2 separate regions of the Rattus norvegicus genome follow, and region 2 is linked to region 1. A link is a contact called in public Hi-C data. All regions are on one chromosome and are shown on one strand. The core of a region is the stretch at or near the end of the contact, and the rest is flanking DNA. Distances in the headings are between cores, read along the strand shown. Region 1 holds the start of Zfp703 (zinc finger protein 703). Region 2 overlaps LOC108348411 (a long non-coding RNA gene).

Region 1 (5,302 bases), core at 44-2,543:
CGATCTGCGAGCAGGTCTGGGCTAGCAGAGCCAAAGGACTCTTCTTGGCGTCCAGCTGCGGGAGACAGTGGCAAGGGGGAATGAGAAGACGGTGAGAATAGGAGACCCACCAAGTGCGCAGGGAGGCAGAGTCAGGCACCGGGGGAATGACGGGGGCCTAGAGAAGAGGGTCACCCAAAGAGGGCCTGGCTCTGGCGGAGCAGCTGGGCAGAATGGCACTAGCCTTGTGGGTTAGTCCCTGAGTGTGTCATGGGCGCTGGCGCGCAGGAGAAACGACTCAACAACGGCCCTCCCAGATAAAGATGACTTCGCTGTAATCGGGGTGGTGATTCTCCCCCCTTTTTAATCTAATTTTCCCATCTTTTTGGCCCAGGGAAAAACTTAAGCCTTTAGTTTGGGAGAACTTCGTTTGGGACGGGTTTCTGGTGATGGCGCTCGGGGTAAGAGTAGGGAGAGGCGCCTTCTAAAGGCAGAGCCGCAGTTGGCCCTGTGAGTAGCCCCTCCCTCTCTCATTCCCTCTCTCCCTCCCTCCCTCCCTCCCTCCCAGGGAGGACACCCTGAGAAGTAGGGTGAAGAAAGACCCAGGATCGCGAGTGCCTGGTTTTCTGCACTGTGCCCCACCAGGCCGCGGAAGATGCAGAGGGACACCTCTGGCTTCCAAGAGAACAGATCGGGGTGGAGGCGAGGGAGGTCCAGAAGCAGTCTTTGGACAGGACTCTAAGGGGCCACAGAAAAAGTAAAGGACTCTGGGCACCACAAGAGCAAATCCAGCCCTATAGAAAACATGCAGCTCCAAAGGGCGAGTGGGCAAAAACCTTCCACCCAGGAGTCTAGGGAGAACCTGGAGGGGTCTGATTCCTGCCTTCCGTCCCTCCTCAGGAGCTCCGCCAGCGTGGCCAGCTTCGGGCCTCTCGTCCCACTGAGCTACTGGGGGCGGGGGGGGCAGGGAGCAGAGCCAAGGGCCCAGCATGGGTGGAGGAGTGGGTTCAGTTCTAGGTGGGCAGCGCCGGGAGACTGACCTCAATGGGGCTGACGGGAGTGGAGGACAGCGGTTGCAGGTACTCCGGGTGCAGGAGGTGACCGGTGTGAGCGCTCAGCATCTTCAGGACCCTGATAGGGAGCCGGTTCGCCTGGCGCAGGGGGTCCGCCGGGGGCAGGAGGGACACCACTGCCGGCACCGCCGGCCTCTTCCCGCCGCCGCCGCTGCCGCCGCTGCCGCTGCTTTCGGGTGTCCTTGGGTTAGATCCAGCGGGCGAATCGCTCATTTGGAGGAGGCAGCGCCACTGGGGGGGCGGGGAGGGAGGGGAAGCTCCGGGAGGCGAGCTCCGGGGGCGGGTGGGCTCGCTCCGCTGCGTCGAACGCCGTGCAGCAGCCGCTGCGCCTCCGTGCCGCCTCCCCTCCTCCACCGCCGCCGCCGCCGCCGCCGCCGCCGCCGCCGCCGCCGCCGCCGCCGCCGCTAGCCCAGGCGAGCAACACAAAAACCTTCGCCTTCCGCGAGCTGCACGTCAAATAGCCGCGATCTGCAGCCACACTTCAAAGGGATCGCCGCGCCCGCCCAATCGCAGCTCTCTCCCGGACCCCGGGGCGGGGAGAGCGGAGGGCGGAGGCGGGCGCCGCCGGTGGGCGGGGAGAGTCTTAAAGCGCCCTAGCCCGTCGCCGCCTCCCGGCCTTCGCCGCGCGCTGGATCCGCTTTCCTTTGCGGGTTGTGCCCAGCTGCCCTAGCCAACGGGTCACACAAGGGATGGGACTTCTGGACACGGGCTCTGCGCCCTCTCCTGCGCTGGCTCTCCTGTTGCCCGCTGCTTCCCACTAGTGTCTAGGGTGGAGACCGGAGTGGGAACGCACGGCGCCTGCTCCGGTCCTAGGATCCAAGCCTCTCCCCGGGGCCGCCTGGGGGCGGACTACGCCTCGGGAGCTCGGCCGGTTCTCCGAGCTGCTTCGGCCGGTTCTCTTTCCCCTAATTGGCTTCTCCCGGATGTGTTCACTTGGAAGCACCGAAGCCTTGGGGGCATCCACTATTCCCTGGGCGCTGCCTGGACCCTTCCAACTACTTTGAGCTTGTCCAGTCAGACTGCAAATTGAAAGACTCCCTTCCAGGAGGGATGGTCTAGGTGAAGCGTGGTTGAAGGTTGCCTCCCTTGGCAAGGAGCGCTGCCTCAAAGCTCCTGGGACGCCCCGGGGGCGCCCTGAATTATTGATCGTGTTTAGGTGTGTTTCAGGGTTCTTGTCCCGTTTAAAGTCGTAAAGCTACCTCACCCTGCTGTGACGAGCTGCTGCTTGGCGGCGGCGACGTGGTTAGGAGTCGCATCAAAGTAGAGGCCGGTATCCTAGAGGAGGGGGGGGTGTCTCAGCACTGCAGAGTGATACAAACTCCAGAGACTGCTCTTGGTTTTTCCCCCAGGGAAACTTCGAAATAAAACTTTTTTTTTTATTGATAATAACAGTACCCTCTCGGATTCCCCCAAGCCTTCCGGAAAAAGTATGTATTTACACTTGTCAGAGATTTTTTTTTTTTAATTTTTACATAGTCATGGACCTGACCGTAAAGTTCTAGATTCTTGTCTCAATAAGCTGAGAATGGTGCTTTGTGTCCCAGCTCTGGAGTGACCACTTTTGCATGCCCTCAGTGGCCAGTGGAGGCGCGCTGGTGTCGCCATTCCTTTTGAATACCACTTTCCAGTTGTGATTTCTCAGTCACTCTGACCATCAAGTTCTGTCTTTGTATTGTGTTTGTGTTGCCCAGGACTATGTGGTTCTGAGTGCGTGGTGCTGACCCACGGTTTTTTGTTTTTTGTTTTCTTTTTTTCCTTTTTCCCTTTTTTCTTTTCCCTCTGACTCTGGTACCAATGACTCAACACAACGTGAGAACAAGAACTTTCAAAGGAATCTTCAAAGTGAGAGAAATAACTACTCATAGAACAATCATAAACTTTATGATGCTCAGGAAAGAGGACGGACGGACAGACGACGGCAGGCAGCTTTCAAGGCCACGCCAGTCACACACTAAACTCAAACTCTCCCTGGATGCACACGGATGGATAAATCAATGTATATAGAAATTGCCTGACTGTCCCCTCCCTCATCTTTAGATCTTATAAAATGAGTTGAAAAGGAATGGCCAGAGGTGCCCTGACCCTGACGAAATGGTCCACATTGCAGCAGGAAGGGCATGGGAACAGAAAAGAGGAGGATTTTCTCATTTATTTTATGGTGCAAAGATTTACTCCCTGCCCCAGCTCCCTTAAGCTCTGCTCACACCAGCCTATGCGTTCTGACCTCACAGTCCCCTGAAAACACTTATCTTTAAAATTCTTCTTCAGGCTGGGTAGGGAGCCAGCACCCAGGAGGCTGAGGCAGGAGGGTCACGTGATGAATCTGAGACCAGCTTGGCATACCTAGTGAGTTCCAGTCTAGCCAAACAGGGCTCCAGACCCCAAACAGGGTCTACAGAGTGAGACCCTGTTTCCTAACAAAGTTCACTGCAGGGTTACTTCAAACTTACCAGGTCCTTTGGCCTTCCGGAGAAAAGAGCAGATGTTAGGCTATAGAGGGATGATGGTCTTTGTGGATGTGTCGGAGGAAGAACTGGGAAGAAGGAAGAGTTTGGAGACAGAGATGAAAGTCCAGCTGGGAGAGTGAGCCTAGAAACCCTTCTAGGAGCTGAGCAGATGTGTGTTTGAAATGATTAATGGGAACTAAGTTGGAGGGAAAGAGAGTAGACACTTAGGAATGTGGGTGGGAGGGCAGGAGGCCACAGAAAGGACGGTGGAGTATTTTTATTAGGAAAGTCGAAAGATGTCAAATGAACAAAAGGGAGAATGGGTGCAGACAGGATGTCCGGGCTGGGTAAGGGTAGGTGATTTCCCCACGGAACTATACATTGTCCTTTTTAGAAACTTAATTCTCTAAGCTCACAGCAGTTATCATGGACAGGGATAATGGCGTCAGACAGCATGCTGTCTAGGCCAGGTCTGCTTACAGCTCCTGGACAGAATGCAGGGCACACACACTCCGCAGCACACACAGAGGGTAGGGACACACGTTGGGGTGCTGGTAAGGACAGGAGAGTGTCCTTGATTGGGTCTATCCAGTTTCCTTCTGAGAGAAAAATGGAAAAAAAAAAAAAAACAAACCGTACTGAGCTAGGCCCAAGGCCTAATTAAAACACTTGCAGATGATTATCGAGATGACTATTTGACATTTACTTAGCAAAATTGTTACCCCATACAGAGCACTACACTGGGCCTCAGCCGCCTGAAAGGAAGTTCAGTTTTCAAAGGAATGGCCTGCCACCTGGGAGAGAACATGACTCATTAATCAACCCCGGTCCGTGTTTACTGAGGGGCCAGCAGTGGGCAGAGCATTGTGTTAGGAATGTGCCTGAATAACCCGTGTAAAACGTTGCTGAGCAGGGCACCCAGCCCGAGTCCTTGCAGAAATGTGGCAGATGCACGGGCTCTTATTTGTCAGTTCCTCGGGAGTGAGGAGCAGTGATCACACAGGACAGGGTTAAAGCTACTTGAAGCTGTTTCTATGACACTGTAGTAAAGAATGACCTATCTGCAAGTCATTCCCTTTTCTGTCTAGCATGCGGGATCTCACTATGTAGCTTGGCCTGGGTTAGATAGAACTCACGATCGATCTCCTTAGCAGGAATCACGAGCCAGCTTGATTTTATGCGATGCTTTCCATAATACTGGATGCTGTAAGCAGCCCAGCCAGAGCTGAAGAGTGAGGAATGGGTTTGTTATTTACCTGAAGTTCCTGGAGTTATATGGAGTCAGGTCCCCAGCACAATCAGGCCTTGAGGGCGCGCTGAGGCAGTGACCTGGGCACCTTGCCTTTTCCCCATACGCTTCGGTTTTTTCCCATACATAAAATCTAAGAGTGGCCATCGCAAGTGGAGTGTTGAGACAAAGAGAATCCCAGGTAAACGATGCCGGGGATGCAGTGTACCGTCTGCCTCTTGGGAAAATTGCTCTGCAAAGTTATGCACTAAGTGTCTCACCCATCAACGTCTGGATCCCGGAGATCTCAGCCTAGACTGGGAATTCCACGGAACTGGTGGCAGACCTTCTTCCAGGTTCCAGTCCAATGTATTAAAAAAAAAATACCCCCTCAAAAGCTATTGAAAAAAAAAAGCCTTTAGAAAATTGTGGATATTTATAGATTTTTTTTCCACAGACTTCAATTTACATAAAATTTGCCACCCAGGGGGAAAAAAAAAACGCCTGAGTCAGGTGGAGAGCGAGAGGTGGTAGATTTGTTGTGAGGGGGTAATGGGCACTTTTCACTCCATGCT
Region 2 (5,093 bases), core at 820-3,319, 80 kb after region 1:
CCTCTACTTTGCTGATGAAGTGCTAGCTGCCTGGGCCCCTTGGGGATGCTCAGGGGGGGATCCTGGGACACGGGAGCAAGTGAGGTGGAAACACTGTCAGCCTTCCATCTGGCCTTGGCATCTGCTGGGAGGCCTGTGGTCTATTCCTGACATCGTTTTATAATAATAACACCACCCACTGTGTATCACACGCACAACCCCCTAAAAATCAGCATCGGGATATTCCTCCCCCCGCCCCCTCCCCAGACACCCGTCCTGTTTTCCTGAAGCAGAACTGCTATCTCTGTTGACTCCTCCTGACTCTTGGATCACTGCCTGGGCCACGGAGAGATGGTCTTCGGGAACGCCATCTTTAGGGTTCTTGCGCTCTTTGCTCTCAGTGGGTCTCTCACTGATCCCACTGCCTCGCATCCAAATCTCTGAAACTTTTTAGATCTGGGTGCCTTCCCCCATTGAGTACACCTCCTCCCCAGAGCTTGGGTGCCTACATGTCTTTTACACACACACACACACACACACACACACACACACACACACACACACACATGTTGATTACAGTGCTAACCCTTGTTAAGGTTTCATGTATGCGGGTCAGAGGACAACCTTCAAGACTTACTGTTCTCCTCCCTGTAGTTTCTTTAAGACTTGCTGTTCTCCTCCCTGTAGTTTCTTTAGACCTTGCACTAGCTGGCCCATGAGCATGTGGGCAAGTTCCCTGCCTCTGGTTTCCATCTTGCTACCGGCGTGCTTTGATTACAGATGAGTGCCACAGCATTGCACTTTCCCGTGGGTTTGGGCATTGAGCCTGGGTCTTTCCGACTCTGTCCAAGCAGCTCCCACCTCTCTCACCATCTCCTTTGTAACAGGGACTCTGAGCCTCTTCACCGACACAGCTCTTCATCCCCGGTCTCTTGCTCAGGATGTGCAACAATCTGGATTCTTCATGGATTCTCCCTAACCGAGAACAAACCAGGAGGGAAGCGATCAAGCTTTGCTCTCTGTAAAGATCCTTCATGCGTGTGGCATCTACAGTGGTCCCCTTATCTGTGATTTTGCTGTCCATGTCTTTAGGCTTTGAGTATCTGTGGTCAGGTTCAGCATTGTGACACCTCACATCAGCATAGGAGAAAGCATGAGGGAGGGAGAGGGGACGGAGAGAGGGAGAACAAGAAAGGGAAAATTCCCATATTCTTATAACCTTTATTACAGAATGTTCTAGTTGTTCTATTTTATTAGTAGTTTGTAGGTTTGTTTTTTATTGTTCCTAATCAATATACCTTCATAGGTACACATATAGGAAAAGAAGTTCCAGGCCTCCTCCTGGGGTCTAGGTGTGTTTCCCTAAGGGTGTAGGTTGCCGAGAGCACTGTATAGCTAGATACTCACTTCCTGCAGTCTAGTACCTTCCCAACTAGCCTTGGACTTGGACTTTGGTGATGATTCCTCCTTTCAGAAAGCCTGCAGTTTAAATTGTCTCTGTGCTCTGACATGACATCTCAGAGCCCCTGGGTGGAGACAGGTGGCTTCCTGAGGGTGGCCAGGAGGTGCCATAGCAAGGCTTAGAAAATCTGGGGAGCTGGGCAGGAAGAAAGGCAGAGGCTGCCCATTGCATCCAGTAGGATGAGCTGCTCTCAGGAGCTCAGCACAGGAGTGTAGACTTCCTGGAGTGAGTGGGGTGGGCTTCAAAGTCAGTGGGGGAAGAACCTTCTGGGAGTCCCAGTTCTGGGATGATAGTTCCTGAAGTGTGTCAGGTGGGCTTACTCCACTCTCCTGGGCAGTCAGCAGGGCTACAAGGGGCAAATACAGCTTCCTTTCTCTCCTCTTCCTTCTGTTCTATAGGACAAAAGAAAAAAAATGCCAGAGGGATGTCAATTACACGTACGGCTGGGAGAGCCTCAGTTCAAGTAATGGAGCTACCTGCTCTGCTTGAAGGGTGACGGCCCCGCCCACCCCTGTGCTCCCCCAAGGCTGCGTAAATGTGCTCCGTTGACCTTCGAAGGGCATGCCACTAGCACAGCTGCTCAACTCGGTGCCACTCACTCAGGCCTGTCATTAGTACTCAGGCCTGTGACAGGTGTTTGGCATGGCTCTGGCAGGAAGGTCAGTGCCTCAGAGCTGCTGAGTTCTCCCAGCTCAAGGCGACACTTGAAGGCTGGCACAAAGCCAGGCTGGAGCTGGCAGCAGCTTGTGGCCTCAGTAGAGGGCAGGCTAGTTGGCTAAGATCAGATCTTGGTTTGGAAGAGCTCAGAGGTGGGGTTTAGTGGTCGTCTCCCCATCCTTGTACCTCTGAATACATTTCCCCTCTTTCTGCTAGGTGAACCTGACAGTGGCCTGGGGCTAGGGCAGGCTCAGAAAAGCCTGGGCAGCTCCTAGGCCTGCTGGGCCCAGGATCTGCTATGGCTGCTGGTCTTCAGAGCACGGTGTAGCCCCATCAGGTAAGCAGACAAATAGCTCTGATCTCAGTCCCAGCCGAAAGCAGGAGACAATGCAGATTGGAGCGAGTATGTGTGTGTGTGCTAGCTTTTGGGTTTGCTTTGAGAGAAGAGAAGGTCTTGCTAGGTGTAGCCCAGGCTGGTCTGGAACTCAAGACCTTCCTGCCTCGACTTCCTGAGTGCTGGAATGCACCATACTTGGAGGGAGGACACCTGCTTTATTGGCCTACCTGATTCTTCACTTAGAGTCTCCCTCACCAATGGTCTGACTCCAAGCTGCTTTATGAGAAGTCCAGAAATTGAGTTTATGACTCGGTAGATAAATGCTAGGTGTCCTGGGGCATGTGTGGCCAGTAGGGGCGCAACTGGGTCAGGACTGGGTTTCAAATACTGCTTATTAATGTATGGATGTCTCCAGGAGACAATCAGACAGACCTTCAGGACTCACTTTTATCACCTGTAAGAACCGGGCAGTAAAACCTAGCTTGTTTTTGTTATGAAGTAATTAATGAACACAGGGTTCAAGTGAAATCATTTGGCAAATGACTAATGGTCCTCAGCTGTAATTATCAGCTCTCACTGTGTTTGTAAGGACACATGTGCGAACTGTTGCAAGTCTGGCTGTTTAAGAGGTTATCGTCTCATTCACATATTTAACCGTGACTATGGATGTCACAGTTAACACTTTAGTGGTGTGCCAGTCCTCGCGGTCCTCACTCAGGGATGTTTGACCTTCTCATGACCCTGGGAGTTGGTTGTCATGATTATCACTTTGGATGACTGTGGTTAGAGTCCGATGACTCCGTGTTGACTACCGTTCTTTCTAGAACCCAGAAGGAGCTCTTCCAGTGTCATGGAGTTAGCCAGTATCCTTCTGACACTTGGCAGGTAGGTGAACATCTTTTCCAGGGGTCACTCTGAAGCCATCGGCCAACTTCACAGGGATCCCACTTCACTTCCAAGGGCCCCATGGCTGTCTGCAAATCATGACCTCGGTCCAACCCAGTTGAGATCCTGACTTCTCAGTGGCGTGCAGGGTGTGCCTATTCTTAGCATCCCCATCGAAGCCTCTGGGCTGTGACTATTACCCTGTTCTCAGGGGAATGGCGTTTCTTTATTCCCCCCAGGTGACTGGGAAGTGGTGCTAGGCCTGCAGCCCTGGAAGGGATGGAGGTGGTTTGTGAAGCCACAGCAGCCCAAGAGCAGTCCTGTATACACTGCATACACAGACGCACACATCATTCCACAGCAGAAGCCGCTTTACTCAGATTGCAGAGAAAGATGTATTCCTGTTTCAAAGAAAATCAGAAAATATACATATGTGTAAAAATAAAAAAAAAGCTACCACGATCCCGTTCCAAACAGCCGTCCTCATTGATTTCTTGCCTCTTCTTTCATTCTCTGTTTAATAGGCACACTAAGCTTTTATTTAGCATGTATGTCTTGTGTGCACATATAGCATGCACATCTATGTGTTTGATGCTTTTTCTCAAATCTGAAAAGTGCAATCCAGAGGCTTGGGAGTTATTCCTGACATTTCCTTCCCCATATCCCTCCCCATCCCTCTTCACCTTCATCTAGCACCAAGTCCTACGGATATGGCCTTTCTTTTCAGTGGGTAGTACTTACCTCTGTCTCCTTATCCAACCTTGGTCATAGCTGCTAACACAGCCCCACTCAGTCCTCCTCAACTGTGGCACTAGGTCAATGTCCCCGAGTAGAATGACTTTGCCTTCTATTAGCTGTCCGTCACTCTGGATCTCAGCTGCCCTTAATTGCAAGATGGGAAAGATTAGATGAGCAAAATATGTTAACACACGTACATACTGCAAATACATGTTAACACACGTACATACTGTGGGCAGAATGTACACCCTGTATGTTCCTTTCTGGAAAACACAGTCATGATATACTGTTCCACTTCCAGAGGCCTTAGTGTGGACTCCAGAGGGCCAGCCTGAACTCGACAGCCACAAGATTTGGCTGTCATGTTTCTTGTTGATGTATTTCCTCTGAGTGGAGGGTCTGTCTTTTTTCAGGTTTGCCATAAACATCTTTGCACTTTCTCTCCTCTCTGTCTGAAAGCTGTCCCTGCTGTGCCTGTCTCTCATAGGCTGCATTCATGACCTGCCTTGTTTCCCGGGCTCTTCCATTGTATACAGCACAAATACATCTCTGTACATAAATCTTCTTGTGTCCCTCTAAAGATGTCCTCAGAAATGATCCTTAGAAGTTGGGTTTCTAGGTCAAAGGTTATGAACTTTTTTTTAAGGCTTTTGATGAATAGTCCAGATCACTTTCTAGAAATCCAGATCGTGTTTCTTGCCTTCGGCTCACAATTTTCTTCCCCAACTTCTTGCAGTCATTTCGCTTGATGCTTTCACCTAGGGCTGACCATAACTCCATTTACCAGAGTCATTTGTTTACTTTCTGCCCCCCTGGACTTGACAGCAAACCCCTTGGGTAGGAGCTTCAGTGATGCACCCTCCTGTCTCTCCAGGGACCTCTCTGTTCATGGTGGTAGCAGCTGAGCTGGTTGTATGTAGGATTCCTGTCTCTTCCCACAGTGGGTTGGAAAGGAACATCACAGATGCTCGCTGTTGAGCCAGCAGGCCTCCAAATGCCTAACAAGAAGGCGTTTGCCAAATACCAGTGGAGTCT

Evidence for each region. Hi-C and Micro-C count contacts between places; a contact is called where the count stands out from the background.
Region 2: a contact with region 1 is called in a Hi-C map of kidney, with 2.7 times the contacts expected there. The contact joins the enhancer-like site here to the promoter of Zfp703 in region 1. A contact is called at or near these places in 8 of 12 Hi-C or Micro-C datasets (the A7r5 cell line, the Rat2 cell line, kidney and 3 more).

The regions. Positions count from the first base shown.
Region 1 is chr16:71,782,217-71,787,518 of GRCr8, forward strand. It overlaps Zfp703 (zinc finger protein 703), which reads right to left and starts at 1,294. Exons shown (of 2, transcript NM_001109425.2): 1 at 1,020-1,294; 2 at 1-55. The coding sequence starts at 1,265.
Region 2 is chr16:71,861,017-71,866,109 of GRCr8, forward strand. LOC108348411 (a long non-coding RNA gene) reads left to right here. Exons shown (of 5, transcript XR_005494965.2): 3 at 867-2,435; 4 at 3,260-3,320; 5 at 3,560-5,093. Among named protein-coding and RNA genes, the nearest start is that of Rpl21l3, 42 kb to the left of the region's middle. Within about 2 kb of position 2,070, at least 7 of the 93 cell types and tissues checked have an H3K27ac peak or open chromatin away from gene starts, as enhancers often do.